2 separate regions of the Mus musculus genome follow, and region 1 is linked to region 2. A link is a contact called in public HiChIP or PLAC-seq data. All regions are on one chromosome and are shown on one strand. The core of a region is the stretch at or near the end of the contact, and the rest is flanking DNA. Distances in the headings are between cores, read along the strand shown. Region 1 overlaps Cox10 (heme A:farnesyltransferase cytochrome c oxidase assembly factor 10). Region 2 holds the start of F930015N05Rik (RIKEN cDNA F930015N05 gene).

Evidence for each region. HiChIP or PLAC-seq counts read pairs in DNA pulled down with a chosen protein or histone mark.
Region 1: a contact with region 2 is called in an H3K4me3 HiChIP or PLAC-seq map of embryonic stem cells, with 7 times the contacts expected there. The contact joins the enhancer-like site here to the promoter of F930015N05Rik in region 2. A contact is called at or near these places in 6 of 39 promoter capture datasets (cranial neural crest, frontonasal cranial neural crest, hippocampal neurons and 3 more), 3 of 484 Hi-C or Micro-C datasets (CD4 T cells, embryonic stem cells and gonadal supporting cells), 8 of 115 datasets of contacts at active chromatin or transcription factors (craniofacial prominence, embryonic basal ganglia, embryonic forebrain and 5 more) and 2 of 9 other capture datasets (adipose tissue and embryonic stem cells).

The regions. Positions count from the first base shown.
Region 1 is chr11:63,994,886-64,002,053 of GRCm38.p6, forward strand. All of the region lies in intron 4 of Cox10 (heme A:farnesyltransferase cytochrome c oxidase assembly factor 10), which reads right to left. Among named protein-coding and RNA genes, the nearest start is that of 9630013K17Rik, 34 kb to the left of the region's middle. Within about 2 kb of position 5,461, at least 27 of the 459 cell types and tissues checked have an H3K27ac peak or open chromatin away from gene starts, as enhancers often do. A contact at or near this core is called in adipose tissue and embryonic stem cells, where this site is marked.
Region 2 is chr11:64,432,737-64,439,822 of GRCm38.p6, forward strand. F930015N05Rik (RIKEN cDNA F930015N05 gene) reads right to left here and starts at 3,938. Exons shown (of 1, transcript NR_028445.1): 1 at 399-3,938. Hs3st3a1 (heparan sulfate (glucosamine) 3-O-sulfotransferase 3A1) reads left to right here and starts at 2,596. Exons shown (of 2, transcript NM_178870.5): 1 at 2,596-3,890. The coding sequence starts at 3,331.

The DNA of each region.
Region 1 (7,168 bases), core at 4,211-6,710, 440 kb before region 2:
ACTAACAGGAATAAATCTAATTAATGGTGCGTACTCAGTGTTTCCAAAACTTATTTGAGCATGAAATCTTTTTTTCAAGAAAAACATGTTTAACAGATTTCAGAAATGTCTGGTCTGAGTCTACGTCAGTGATAGGAATCACTTATCCATGTGTGCAAACTGTAGCTCCAAATGCTGGGCTCTGCACGCTGAGCTCTTACAGGCTAGAGGAAAACATCGCCACAGAGAGCAGTGTAGGAAGGGCTGGGGTACTTAGAGGAGCCATTCGGTGCCGCCTATTAACAAACACGCGTGTTTCACTGTGCCTTCTTTATACTGCTACGATGAAACACCACAGCCAAAAGCAACTTGGGAAGGAAAGGGTTTATTTATTTTAGTTTATAACTCTCAGGTCACACTTCATTATGGAGAGAAAGGTCGCCAAGGCAGGAACTCAAGGCAGGAAACTGGACCCAGGAACTGAAGCAGAGACCATGGAGTAATGTCGGATGCCAGCTTACTTCCCATGGCTTGCTCACTCTGCTTTCTTAGACTATGAAGGACCACCAGCCCAGGGATGGCACCATTCACAGTACACTGGGCCCTCCCACATCAACCATGCAAACGCCCTACAGACATGTCTACAAGTCATCTGAGCATTCCCATCCTGAGGTCCCTCTTCCCAGATAACACTCTGTGCATCAAGTTGACAAAAAACAAATGACAACCAACCAACCCCACCTGGACAACTGACCGCTTGTCATCTTGACATACCAATAACTTCCTTTTCTTGCTTATACCCAAGATCTCGTATTAATAAACATTACACAATAAAACATATTCCAACTTTTGAAAGCCCCACAGTCTTTAGAAACTCAAACACTTTATAAGTTCAGCCTCTTTAAAATACCTAACACCACTTTACAATTTTAAGTCTCTCAAGTGTCCCTGTAAACTCAAAACTAAGTTACAAACTTCTTACTCTAAGGAGGAAGTGCCAGGACATGGTTACAAACAAACCAAATGAAAACCAAACGCCAACAGTGTAAATCAAATCCTGCAGCTCGATGTCTTGCATTTGGGATACACCCATGATGTTCTCGGCTCCAAAGGGCTTAGGTCGCTCTCCCCTCTCAGCTCCACCATCCTTAGCACACACAGCTTGCCTCATAGACTCAGGCCAGCTCCACACCATGCCTGCCACTGCCCCTGTCTTTGGAGCCTGTCATCTCCAATATGAAGGGGTCTCCACAGGCTGCACCTGGATCACTAACCTCTCCTGGGCATGCTTCATGGACTCTGACCCTGCTACATGGTGTCAAGCCTCAACTTCTCTTCATGACCCCTTCAATCCTAGCATTTCCAATGTAACTCAGGCTCCACCTTTACCAATGTCTCTCCTGGCCTCTTACAGTAAAAGGTCTCAGCTGATTTCTATGAACCTTGCTTGCCTTTAAAACTTACCACCTGGCAGACCAAGTTTGGCTGCCAGCATGAGCTGGCCTTGGCCCCTTCTGTGTGCTGAACTTGAGAAAATACTTTAAGAAGATTTTATCTCAATGAAGTGTGTCTCTTACTAATGAAAGCTGATTTTTCAGCCCCAGCTAGTCACCATCAATTGTCCTAGTAAAGGTTGTATTGCCACAAATTCTTAGTCAACAATCTCAATAGTCTTGATAGGGTCTTTGCTTCCTCCTGAAAAATCACATCTGATCAGAAGTATCCTGATCCTCTAAGTTCTCATAACAGTTCATTAAGCTCTGAGCACTCAGTGGCCTTCTATACGTCTACACTCTTCCTCAAAGTAACAGGTCTGCTACAGCAATACTCTATTTCTAGTACCAATTTCGATCTCACTTTACTTTTTAATTGCTGAGATCAAATACTACTGGCCAGAAATAGCTTGTGGAAGAAGGATTTACTTCATCTGACATACTCCATTACTGAGGGACGCCTCGGCAGGAGCTCAAGTCAGGAACTGAAGACCATGGAGGAACACTGTTTCCTGCCTTGCTCCATGGCTCTCCCTGTTCAGCTTTCTTTCTGATAGCACTCAGGACCACTGCCCAGGAGCAGCACCATCTCCAGTGGGCTGGGCCCTCCCACATCAATCATTAATCAAGAACATGATCTACTGTCTTGCCTATAGGCCAATCTGATGGGGCCATTTTCTCAATTGAGGTTCATCTTTGAAAGAACTCTAGTTTGTTAAGTTGACAAAGAAATAACCAGGACACACACATTAAGAATCAAGCAAAGTTGTGTTCTGAACTATTTTGGAAATTGTGAAGTCTCACAGGCTTTAAAAATTCAAACATTTTAAAACTTCAGTCTCTTTAAAATATATAACATCACTTAAAAAAATCTAAAGTCTCTTAAGCGTTGGTTACTGGGTTGCGTCTCACATCTTATTTAGTGTAAGCTGTGCAGCATCAAGAAGCCAAAAAGCTTGAAGAAAATGGAGAGCACCCAAAGACTCTGTCTTTTCTCCTCTAGGGGAGCTAGCTATTAATGCCTCTGTGTGGTGGCTGTAAGAGCATAGATAATGTATTGCTATGGTCTATTTGGAAACTAAATTTGCTTGAAAGGTACATCTGAGTATCATGCTCGGAGGGACGAACTGTGATGGCTCTGTTTCATGTCACTTTGCCTATTCTGGAACAATATTGCCCAAAGTTTTTCCTGTGTAGCTGTGGGACAGAGTCTGTCACAGAGCTTAGTGAGATCTGGAAGTAGATGTGAAGTAGCAGCCATGTGGATTCTTGGAAAGCTGGTTCCATGTCAGGTGCTGTTTGTAGCTTACACTCAGCTGTAGATCTGATGGCCGCACACTTGGATGGCCACACTCTGTTGGATGGCCACACACTATTGGCTTTCAGCAGCACCAGGCTTGCAGCTTCTCCAGCTCAGGACAGATCTCCTCAGGCTGCAGCTGGTTTCCAAGTTCTTCCAGCTTCTGAAGATCTTGAGCCAAGTTTTGTGCTGCTCTCTGTCAGGTCACCTGGTGCATCGGTGGCAGCTGCTTGCACGAGTCCAGATGGTCCAGGTTTGTCCTCGTTGGTCGATATGTTTCAGACCCCACATTGCTCCCCTCCTCCTCTGCTTTCTTGATCATGGCTTTGTTTATGGACCCCGCACCATGCACAAGCAAACAGCCTTACCTGACCTGCTCAGGGCTTAGGTTGCAGAAAAGCTGATCCCTTATGTTTCTCACTGTGGGTCTGACACTGTGACCAAGCTATCACTGACATGGGTTTCTGTACTTACTTTTACCATGGCTACCACTGAAAGTGCTTGACTTGGAACTGAAGAGGTGATTTAGCAGTTAAGTGCATGTACTGCTCTTGCCTCCACTGCACCTAATATCAGGTGGCTCACAATGCCATACATTTAATTAAAATTTGTTTTAAAGGGCTTTTCATTACCTATTAATCCAAGGGGCAGACTTTTTGAGCTGTGAATATAAAATTCTTATCATTAAAGAGACACAGTATAATACTATGCAGATGAGTCTTCATTGACCATTCCATGAGCCATCAGTGCAAGCAATGCTTATAGATAGGCATGGACTGCTATAATCAGTAAAAAGTGATGTATAATCTGTAAGTATTATCAATCATCCGCCCATCAGAATCCACATTCTGTACTGAATTAGCTGCAGTCTCATGTTACAAGAGTCTGTTGTAAATGTTCACATCACCACCTTATCCCAATTTTCAAATACATTTTTTTTGGGCATTTGAAATGACTTTTTCTTTCTGGCCTGAAATATGTGTTTCATTTTCACTCCATGGGACTAATGAGGATTTCAGTCACAAGCTATGCTATGCTGCTATCTATCAGGTACCACTCTTAATACAGCACAGAGACTGGTGCTAAATACTTTTTAGGGCTTGAGCTCTGTCATGGGTGTGCACACATGTGCTTGCTCATTATGCAGGCATTTTCATGAATTAGTTCATCCAGATAGGAATGATGAAATGGTTTCTGTACTCCTGGGGGGGGGGGGTTAGCCATCCAAAAAATAGTGACCAGGGCTAGAAAGCAACAGAATGGTGGCAGCGCTGGACTCCACGAGGGCCTCAATTTTTCAAAAGCAACATCTGGGCAGAAATTCCATGCTAACTAAGCTTGTGGGTTGATTTTAGTGACGGTACAGCACCCCTTCCGCACACCAAGGGATCAGAGTTCCTGCTGCTTGATTCTGTTTCCCATGCATTTTATAGAGTGTCTTTCAGTTAGCTCATTGCTCTGGTTTAGATATTTAAACCGCATTTCCAAAACACAGAGCAGAGTATGTTCAGAGAAAGTTCATGCGTGTTAGCAGTTAGACTGCAGACCTTACATGTAGCGGCCGTTTGTTGCCTACTCATGTTTCCCTGTGGTGTATATATATATATATATATATATATATATATATATATATATATATATATTATGCTTTCATGGCTTTAACTATTTCTGAAGCACAACTTGAATTCTTGCAATGTGTTGAATATAAAAGACAAATATGATATGAACCCTCAGAATGTACAGTTTCCTTGACACTCAAGGAAGATTGGTTTCAAGATGCTACGGATATTTGTGTCCCATAAATGGAATGGGAAGTAAGGCATGCAGAGTACTGTCACACTTCCACACGCTGTATGTCACCGCCAGGCTCCTTGCTTCACCTACGACAAAGTGAATGCTGTGAAGTGGCTGCTGAACTGCAGCAGAGTACAAGGAAGAGCATGCTGACTCAGCACAGACACGTCCTGTAGCCAAACACTCCTGACTTGGAGGATTAAATTTATGGGCCATGCAATAAAAAATAAAACAAAGAGGATGAATTAACTGTACCCAGGAGAGTTCAGAGCACACTGAGAGCGACAGGCTGGAGAGAGGTGGACAGCTCACAGGTCTCTCTTGGGCCTAAGCTGCTCTTCTAACAGAAGGTTCTGCTCAGGGTTTGAGTGGCCACAGGACCAGTAACCCCACTTCACTTCTACGGTCCCCTAAGAACCTATCTCATCTAAACTGGGCCAGCTGAGACTCCTTCCCTGGGACAGTACAAGGCAGCAGGGAAATGTGACCAGCTTCTTTTACTGACGATGGCCACAGAATAACACGCAGAGGAAATAAAAAGGGAGGCGAGACCAATGCTAGGGAGCAGTGATCCGGAAGGCCTTCACCTTTCCTTCTTCAGTTCAGTTGAAAGCTTCACAGGTACTGCACTGTCCTGGGAGCACAAGGAAGGAGAATTTCCAAACACTGGAGCAATGAATACCTCATTTTCCCCCTCAGCAAACAATATATTTTTTGTCTAGGTTAAAATTTCAAAAGAGCTTTTCCTCTCAGTCTGTTTTTGTAAAAATCCACCAATCGTTTGGCCATTTTTCATTTTGAACTTTTGCTTCCTTCCTCGGGCTCACAGCCTTGTCACACCCTCAGCTACAGGCTCCCTGCCCTCCAGCAACTCCAAGATCAGCTGTGTGTTTACACTCCTAGAGTGAGGAGCATTGGAAACAAAAGTCAGCCTAGCCCAGAGGACAGGGCCTTGCGAGCTCTTACACCTTGTACCACTTGCAGAGTCACCTTCACATGACCTCAGCCATCACTGCTCTGGCTCCTTCTGGGTCTTGGGTCTGCTTTGTCTATTCCTGCATATACACTCGCTCCAGGAAGCAGGCAGTTGGCTCCAGTGTTCCCTGCCTCCTAACCCAGTATCTCATGCAGGAAGCTGAGTCCCTGCTAGTCTTGAGAGAAATGTTCAGAATCAACAGGCCCTGGGACTGTCCTGAAAGCACAGGGAGGGAGGTGCTGGTGGGGACATTGTGACACACTGCTCCAACTCAAACTGCAAGTGCTAATTTCTATACATTGAAGAAAAAGTCCACGCTCAGAAGAAACTATGAAGGTGCTAGGCAGATGGGTACCTCAATGCCACTTACAATGACTATAAGTTGTGTTAGGGAAAATATCCAACTAGGTAACAAGATATATCCTTTCTCCACCCCCTTCTCCCCGCCCCCCCCCCGCCCCCCTCCCCCACAGTGTGAGAGCAACATTCCTCCAAAGGCCCCGCAGAAAGACACACCCTGCAGTTCAGGGCTTGTTGCTCCATCCATCCCCTGGAAAGCTGTCAGTGTGTGTTTGTCATTCCCGTCCAGCTCACAGCTCCTAACAGCTCGATAGTATCTCCATCAATCTCCAACCAGATTAAAAGGGATATTTAAAAAAAATAAAAAGCTCAGAGAGGGGCTCTAGCAGGACCCACATATCATTTCTTCTTACAAATCAGTTAAGATGCCCAGGCAGCTGTCACTTTTCCCTTGTTACCCATGTCCTACTGGTCTACCTCCAATAAACAAACTACGACTCATTCTCATTGAGATTTTTTTTTCCCCATGAGGCATGTGAAATAGCAAATGCAGGCAGTCTGGCATCCATCAAAAGTGGTTTTCATGCATATGGAGACTGGGCAATGTTCTTTGAAGAGGTCACACAGGCCACCTCTCATGAAGGCTTTGTCCTCAAAAGAAAAAAATAAAAAAGGCTCAAAACATTAGTAACCTAGTCCTTATTAAAGTCAAGTGCTGCATCCTAGAGTAAAAGAAACCCCAGCCCTGCCTAGCTCCCAGAGCCTCTACCGTAAAGTGACCTTCTGTTCCTGCCAGGGGAATCTCAATTTGTAAACACTGCTTTCTCACAAAAGATGGAAGGAAAATGAAATATTTATAATACCTGCTCTGAGTAGTGAGGGAGGGTGATTTATTATTCTTATCTTCCCGATTTTTCAGTGTCTATAAAGACCATGCATTTTCTAGTTAGGGAAAAACCAAAAGTAAGGCCAAGCCAGGTGTGTCTCTGGTACACACCTTTAACTACAGCCTTGAAGAAGAAATCAGGGAGATGGCCTGTTAGAGCCTACCCTGACTGCATGACCAAACTGATACAACACCTAGATAGCCACTCTCTAAGTTAACTGAATAAAATAATTACTAAACTCATCCAAACAAAACCAGTATTAAGGGAACCCTAACCAATCATAATCTGTTCTTCCCACAGAGTCACATCGGAAGACAAAATGCTAATCTCAAATAGGTCACACACAGTCACTATCACATAACCAGAATACTCCATGGGCTCAGCCCTCCTAGTCACTAGCTACTTTTCTACCATCTCCCTCGACCTGCTGACCTCCTTC
Region 2 (7,086 bases), core at 2,688-5,187:
CTCAGGCTCTGTCTCAGCTACTTCTCTGTAAAAGTCTTTTGTTCATAAAGCTCCCATGAGTTATCTTTATTTAAATGTGGGTGTCTTACTACTGCCCAAAGGACCCTCCTCCTCTGAAACAGTACTGTCTTCTGGGCTGTCACTTCAGTAGTGACAAGCTACATGTGGGTACTGAGCATCTAAAATGTGGCTTCAATTAAGGTGTGCAAAGAAGAGGAAAATACACTGGTATCCAAAGGCTTGGATGAAGAAGAGAGAAAGAGAGAGAGAGAGAGAGAGAGAGAGAGAGAGAGAGAGAGAGAGAGAGAGAGAGAGAGAAAGGAGGGAAGGAAAAAAGGGAGAGGGAGGGAGGGAGGGAGGGAGGGAGAGAGAGAGAGAGAGAGAGAGAGAGGAGAAAGGTGTTCCAATATGGTTTCTGCTCTTCACAGAGTGCCACAGAGGTCAATATGCATAATAGCCATTTATTCAGCTTATGTTTCTGCATGCTAGGAAAAGTCTGGGGGCTTGGGGCCACATCATTCCTATGCACGATGTATATACTATATACAATATCACCTTATGATGAACTACAGTTGAACTGGGAGCTCAGTGCTTTCCAGATGAGAAAACATATATTCTGGTGACCATCTGCACAACGACACACTTTCAGAGCAACTTTTAAATGGTCTCTGTTTTTGTTGTCTTCCTTCTACAAACCAGACTGAAATACACAGAGGAAAGTTTCAAAACACATTAAACCTTAAGCTTCAAAGTGGTTTGTCAATATCCAATTTTCAGACATAATAGGACATGGAAACTTGGCAAGGCATGTTGCTCATCCTGGGCAAAGACCAGTGCTTTCTGGTCTCTGCTTCTAAACAGATCTTCATTGGTCTGGGAATCAGTTGTGACTGGTAGTTTATGAACACGGCACTATTCTTACCCAACAGGCCACATGTGATCCAGTTCTATCCAAGCAAACTTAGAATCAGTAGGGCCCCTGTGGAAGCTGAAAGGCAACCCCCTAACTTACACTTCCTTGGTCAAATGGGGAATGAGCAGGAAGAGGAGAGAAAATCTGAGTGTCAAAGCTAGGCAGCCAGGATTCCTAAGTGAGTTTCCTGAGACCTAGCTCTCTTGACTGCTGGACTCTTATTAGCACAGGGAGGGGAGGGGTTAGGGAGCTAGGAAGATGTCTACAGCGCACAGGATTGGGCTACAGTGACCAGGGCACAGCCCACATTGCCAGGTATCTTGCAGGAGACAGAAATAAGGAAGCAATACGATTAGGACAAAAATGAAATATCTGGTGGTGGAAGAGATGGCTCGGCAGTAAGAGCCCTGGCTGCTCTTCTAGAGGACCTGGTACAATTCCCAGCACCCACATCTAGGCTAACAACTGTCAGGAACTCCAGTTCAAAGAGATTTAGAACTCTCCAGCTGGCACCAGGTACCCACGTGGTGCACAGACACACATGCAGGCAAAACAGCCATACACATAAAATACAAATAAATGAAAAATTGAAAACAAAACCACCACAGAGTAACAGCCAAAGAAAGCAATCAAACCTTCAACATCTCCTGAAGATTTTACTACTCACCTCCCCAGGAGCCAGCAAGGGGCAGATTTTACCTCTTTGTGACTTGCTTTGGGGGCATGGGAAGGGTATCTAGGGGTCAGGGGAAATAAGAGAAAAAGGAACCCGTTGTTTAGGGAAGGACTCTTAACTCTCAAAGAGTGAAAACACATTCACGCATGTGGGTGGTGCACATATGCAAAGTATTAAACTTTATCAACAACTGGTTATACGGATTTGGAATTGTACTTATTATTTTTTAAATATAATTTCTGTTTTGGTGTATTTATTGATCTAGTTTCTAAGGGGTTCCTTTCCAGGTCCTATGAGACTCTTCATCTTTTTAAATAAATCCAAAGGAAAAACAAGCAAGCAAGCAAACTAACAGACAGACTTGTAAGGGCCCTCAGTGGACAGGGAAGTAGAAGGCAAGTCTGTACTGAAGCTGTCTCTTTGCCCAGACAAATGGGGGCGTGGCCTGCCAAGAACTCTTGGGAACAAAACTTCAGAAGTCTCTGGGATGAGAGGGGATGGGATGGGTGGGCTGGAGAAGGGTAGGAATACAGAAGCTGGGACCAGAGGGAATCAGGAAGTGGGGATCTGGGGGTGTTAAGGCTGCTAAGGACTAAGCTGAGCTGGAGAGGTCTGAGAACCCCCAATCCGGCAAGGGGTGGACTGGCTGGGCGTTAGACTCAGGCAATCATACAGGCGCTGTCAATCTGACAGCGCCCAGAGACCTAGGGGTGGAGGAGGAGGAAGGAGGAAAGGAGAGAGGGAGTGCGAGGAAGGGGCGTCTCCTCTGTCGTCCGCGCCCTCTCCAGTGTATTGGGCGGTGCCTCGTCACCTTTTTTTTTTTTTTTTGTCCCGGTCCCACCCCTTCTGCCTCTCTAGCCCGGCCCCTGCGCCTCTGCTCTGCACCCTAGAGCGGATCCCCGCGTTGGTCTGGCCTGGGCCGTTGACGTCACCACCAAGTTTGCTGTCCTTCGCGTCCCACGTGTGGCGGTAGCGGCTGAGGAGGCTGCGGGGAGAGCCCAAGAGCACAGTGGCAGCGGTGGCTGACAGGTCCCGCACAGCGGGGCCCCTCCAAGCTGTTCCCAGCTGGGGCCCCAGAGGAGTGGGTAGACTTCCGGAGCGCTCAAGAGGCCAGAAGGCTTGAGTCCCATTCGGATAGAGGGACTAGGGGGACTTTGCTTGCTCGGTTGCTGAGACGAGCTGAGCCAGGACTCAGGGCACGCTCCTGGGCGGGCCAGGAGAGCAGAAGCTGGAAAAAGGGTCACTCGTTCTAACCGGAGCGTACACAATTCTTCGGCCCGAGAGTCCTGCGCCCGCTCCACGGGGGACTGAGCCAAGGATGTGTTATCGCTGAGCCAAGTTCCGCACCGCTCAGGACCCTGCTGAGCCGAGCACCTTCGCCACTGCCGCCGCAGAGACTCCCTTGCCGGGCGACTCTCGGAGACCCAGGGCGCGGAGCTCTGCGCAGCTAGGCTCAGGACTCGGGCGCGTTTCAGACCCAAGACCATGGTTTCTTAAGCACGGCCCCGCACCCCTTTCCTCCTCGTCGCCCGAAGCCCAGGACCCCAAGAAGGGCTCGCAGTGCTTGGTCCCTAGTTCCAGCCCCTGCTGCCGCCCAGCGGGGCAGCTCTCAGGCACGCAGGGCGGCTCAGGCGATGCGGCCGCGGGGCAGCACGCTGGCTGGCAGCGGGGATGGCGGAGCTCCCAGCACAGTCGTGGCCTAGCATGGCCCGCTCGCCGTCCGAGGTCGCCTCTGGCTAGGATGGCCCCCTCGGGTCCCACCGGCGCCCAGCCCAGCCCGGCGGAGCCACTGTCGCGCAGCATCTTCAGGAAGTTCTTGCTGATGCTCTGCTCGCTACTCACTTCCCTCTACGTCTTCTACTGCCTGGCGGAGCGCTGCCCACCCGGCTCGGGCCCCGTCGCGGGGGTCCCGGGGCGCGGCGTCCCTGCAGGACCCAGGGAACTGGCGATGTGGCCCGCGGGAGCGCCAAGGAAGCGCCTCCTGCAGCTGAGGCAACGGAGGAGGCGCGGGCGGTCGGGGCCAGGAGACAGCAGCGACCAGGAGGAGCAGAGCCCTGGGCTGGCCGCCGCACCAGGAGGCTCCGGGGCGGGAAGCAGCGTGGCCGAGGCCCAGCCGGGGACCCTGGCCTTACTTCTGGACGAGGGCAGCAAGCAGCTGCCGCAGGCCATCATCATCGGCGTGAAGAAGGGCGGCACGCGGGCGCTGCTGGAGTTCCTGCGCGTGCACCCCGACGTGCGTGCCGTGGGTGCTGAGCCCCACTTTTTTGACCGCAGCTACCACAAGGGCCTCGCCTGGTACCGGTGAGCGCGGGGACCCCCATGGGTACTTCTGAGCGCTGGCTGTGCAGAGGGGGAGACTAGGAAGGGATGGCAAAGGGGGAGCAGTAGCTGTTCCCATCTTGGGCTCCCGTTCTTCTCCCTTGGGGAGGGGCAGATGGAGAGAGGAATGGAGATCTTGATTTTAATTGTCAGGGCTCCCCAGTTCCCCAAACATCTTATTCCTTGAAATCGCCCTAGTAATTAGATAAAGGAAAAGAAAAGGAAAGAGGAGAGTTTCCTTTTAAGTTAGAAAACTGTTCCTCATTACTGGGCTTACCAAGGGAAGCCTATGTCTATTCCTTTATCTTTGGGGTAATTCCCTGTGGTTAACATGGGTCTTTGCTCCGGTATTTATTTGCCTTGACCCTTTGCCAGATAGTTGTCCAAGGTGGTAAGTCATATAGAAACTTAGTAAAAGTGTCAAGAGTCCCTGTAGTTTGGATAATCTATGCCTCATCACGTGCCAGCAACGACTAACTGGGTTTTAAAGAACACTTTGTTGGTAATACTATCAGCCTGACAGAAATTTTTCTAAAGATCTCCTAACTATTATCTTTACAAATAAGATAGTTAATTTTAAAGGGGGGGGGGAAATCATGGGAAAATGCGCTGGATACAATTTAGGAAGTAAATGTTATTTACAGGATAAGCTGATTTGCCAGTGTCAAATTCAGATCACCTATAATATCAGAGTTAGCCAAACTCTAATAAATTCTAGCGTGGCCTGGATTTGGTTTGTGGTAAAAAATACTGATTTATTTTCCCCTCTCCTCCAAGTTCAAGGACAAAATTCATATGGTTAGAATTTTCTCATTTTTATAAAGTTCAGCCTGTTCATAAAATATTCATTCTCATTATAACTGAAACAATATTAGAAAAGTTATGACACAGTTGAGGTACACGTGGAAGGAACCATTCATAAAATACAGACAGACATGATGTGACGAGTTTATTCACTTGTAGAGTCAAGAACATGTTCAGATTGATTTCGGGAGCTGAATTTATAGTTTAGTCCTAAAAAAATAATAATCAAATTCAAACATTAAACACTTCTAAAAACAGTAACTTCCCAGTCATTGGAAAGAAAAACAATCAGCTTTCCCCTGATATAGCATATATATCATTTAAAATCATCAGCCACTTAAATATACTCCCTCCCCCATGCTTCTGTCATTTATGCCCTATCCTCTGGGAAGTTCTTATGCAGTGACCTGTTGAGTCTGGACAACAGGTCCTTCTTCTGGACACAAAGGCTGTTCTGTGCTATTCCCCAAGGACACAAGAATGAAGTGATTAAAGACCCCTAAAACTCTTATCTAGAGCCGCTCGCATTGAATGTGGCCTCATACAGTGCAGGGAGAGACCCATTTCAAGCCATCAGTCTGAGACATACAGGCCGGCCCTGGGCTCTGAGGTACAATTAAATATAGTGAAACATTTAGTACTAATCCCCTTCATTTTTGCTTTGCCCTACTAAACTTTATTTTCACAAGATGGGATTGCTTCTTCTTACTCCAGTAACGTCTGTTTGAGGGCATGGTATATCTACAGACCTGGATCTGATTTTCTGTGGAACTTTCTGAAATCATGTAAAAGCAAGAAGGTTTTGAGGTAACTCGAAACACAACTACTTTAAAAAAAAAAGTATGGAAAAAAAAAAAAGAAAAAGAAAAAGTCATAAACTTTAAGGCCGCCCTGTCCTTTACTATGAAGAAAATCTCCTTGGATTGTTTATCCAGTAGAGGAGTTTTATAAAGCAATTTATGGTGGTTACAAAAATAACTGCACAGTAGGCTTCATGGTTTGGTGAATTTAATTTTCCAAGTGTCGGAACAATGTCTTTGTTTTAACATTCACAGTGGAGTGGGTTTTTTTTTTTTTTATTGAATGCATAAATTTAAGCTCACTGAATTATATGAGAAACTCTTATTTAAGAGGACCCAACCTGTGGAGCCTGGATTATGGGATTATTTAATGAAAATTTCCCCACGGGTTCTTTTCATCTTGACTCTGAACTTGGAGTTTGATGTTTGTGAGAAGGACTGAAGACTGAAGTCTCTATGTGAGAAAACCCCACACAGGCTGTCTTGAAGCTGCTGTTCATTTTGGCTACTTATATTTACCTAATATTCAGAAGAAGGGTCTGGTTAGACTGTTGTAAGTTGTCCCAAATTTGCAATATAGAATTTCTATGCATACTTAAGACCACACACACACACACACACACACACACACACACACACACACACGCAGGGGCAGGGGCAGGGGCAGGGGCAGGAAAAAACAACAACAAAACCAAACTTTTTATTTGCACCCTGAAGAAAGTTAGAGAAGAGAAAAATATAGGTGATACTTTTGATGCTTAGTGATATGGGGAGTCAAAACATGTCTAGTCTGTCTGTCTGTCTGTCTGTCTGTCTGTCTCTCTCCTTCTTTGTCACTATTTGTCCTAACAGTTTGCGGTGGGAGTGCCCCCTACTGTCCTCACAAAAGGAGAAAGCTTTCGCTTTAAGGAAGTTTGAAGAAATCTCTTCGAGAGGGAGTTTGAGAGTTAGAAATTTCTGTTGCTGAGGTGTTTCTTTATTTCCACCATCAAGATGAAAATAGAAATGTAAGCTGTGTTTCCAGAGTAGAGTATAAATCCATCTTTGAAAAAAAATTATAGTAAAATGAAAATGAATTTGTTACTCAAAATCTCTAGACAGGATATTATTCTTATTGATTTAAAGTGTTTTAATGTTCCTACCAAACACCCTAAAAATGTTTCTGTGTGGGGACTTATATATATAACAACTCAGCACACTCCAGTAGAAGTATTTGGGTATGAAACTCCTCCTTGTTGAATTTGAAAAGCATCCCCCATGACTTAATGGAGCAGAGAGTATTAATACGACAAATGTCTATGGCTTGTGTGTCATGGGATAGTACTCATTCCAAGTGAACAATATCCACTGCTATTGCACGAGTGGTATGACTATAAAAGGGAGTGTACATCCTTTTCCTTTCTTCAAAATGTAAACATCTTTACTGGAAGTCAAGACTGGATCTCTCTACTGTAGTTCCAGGGCAGGTGAGCTTTGAACTGAATGAAAAGGGCCCGCTCCCCGTTTGTCTATTACATCAGTACCAACTAAAAGGTATTCTATTTTCCTTACAGAGACAAAGGATACATATTTGT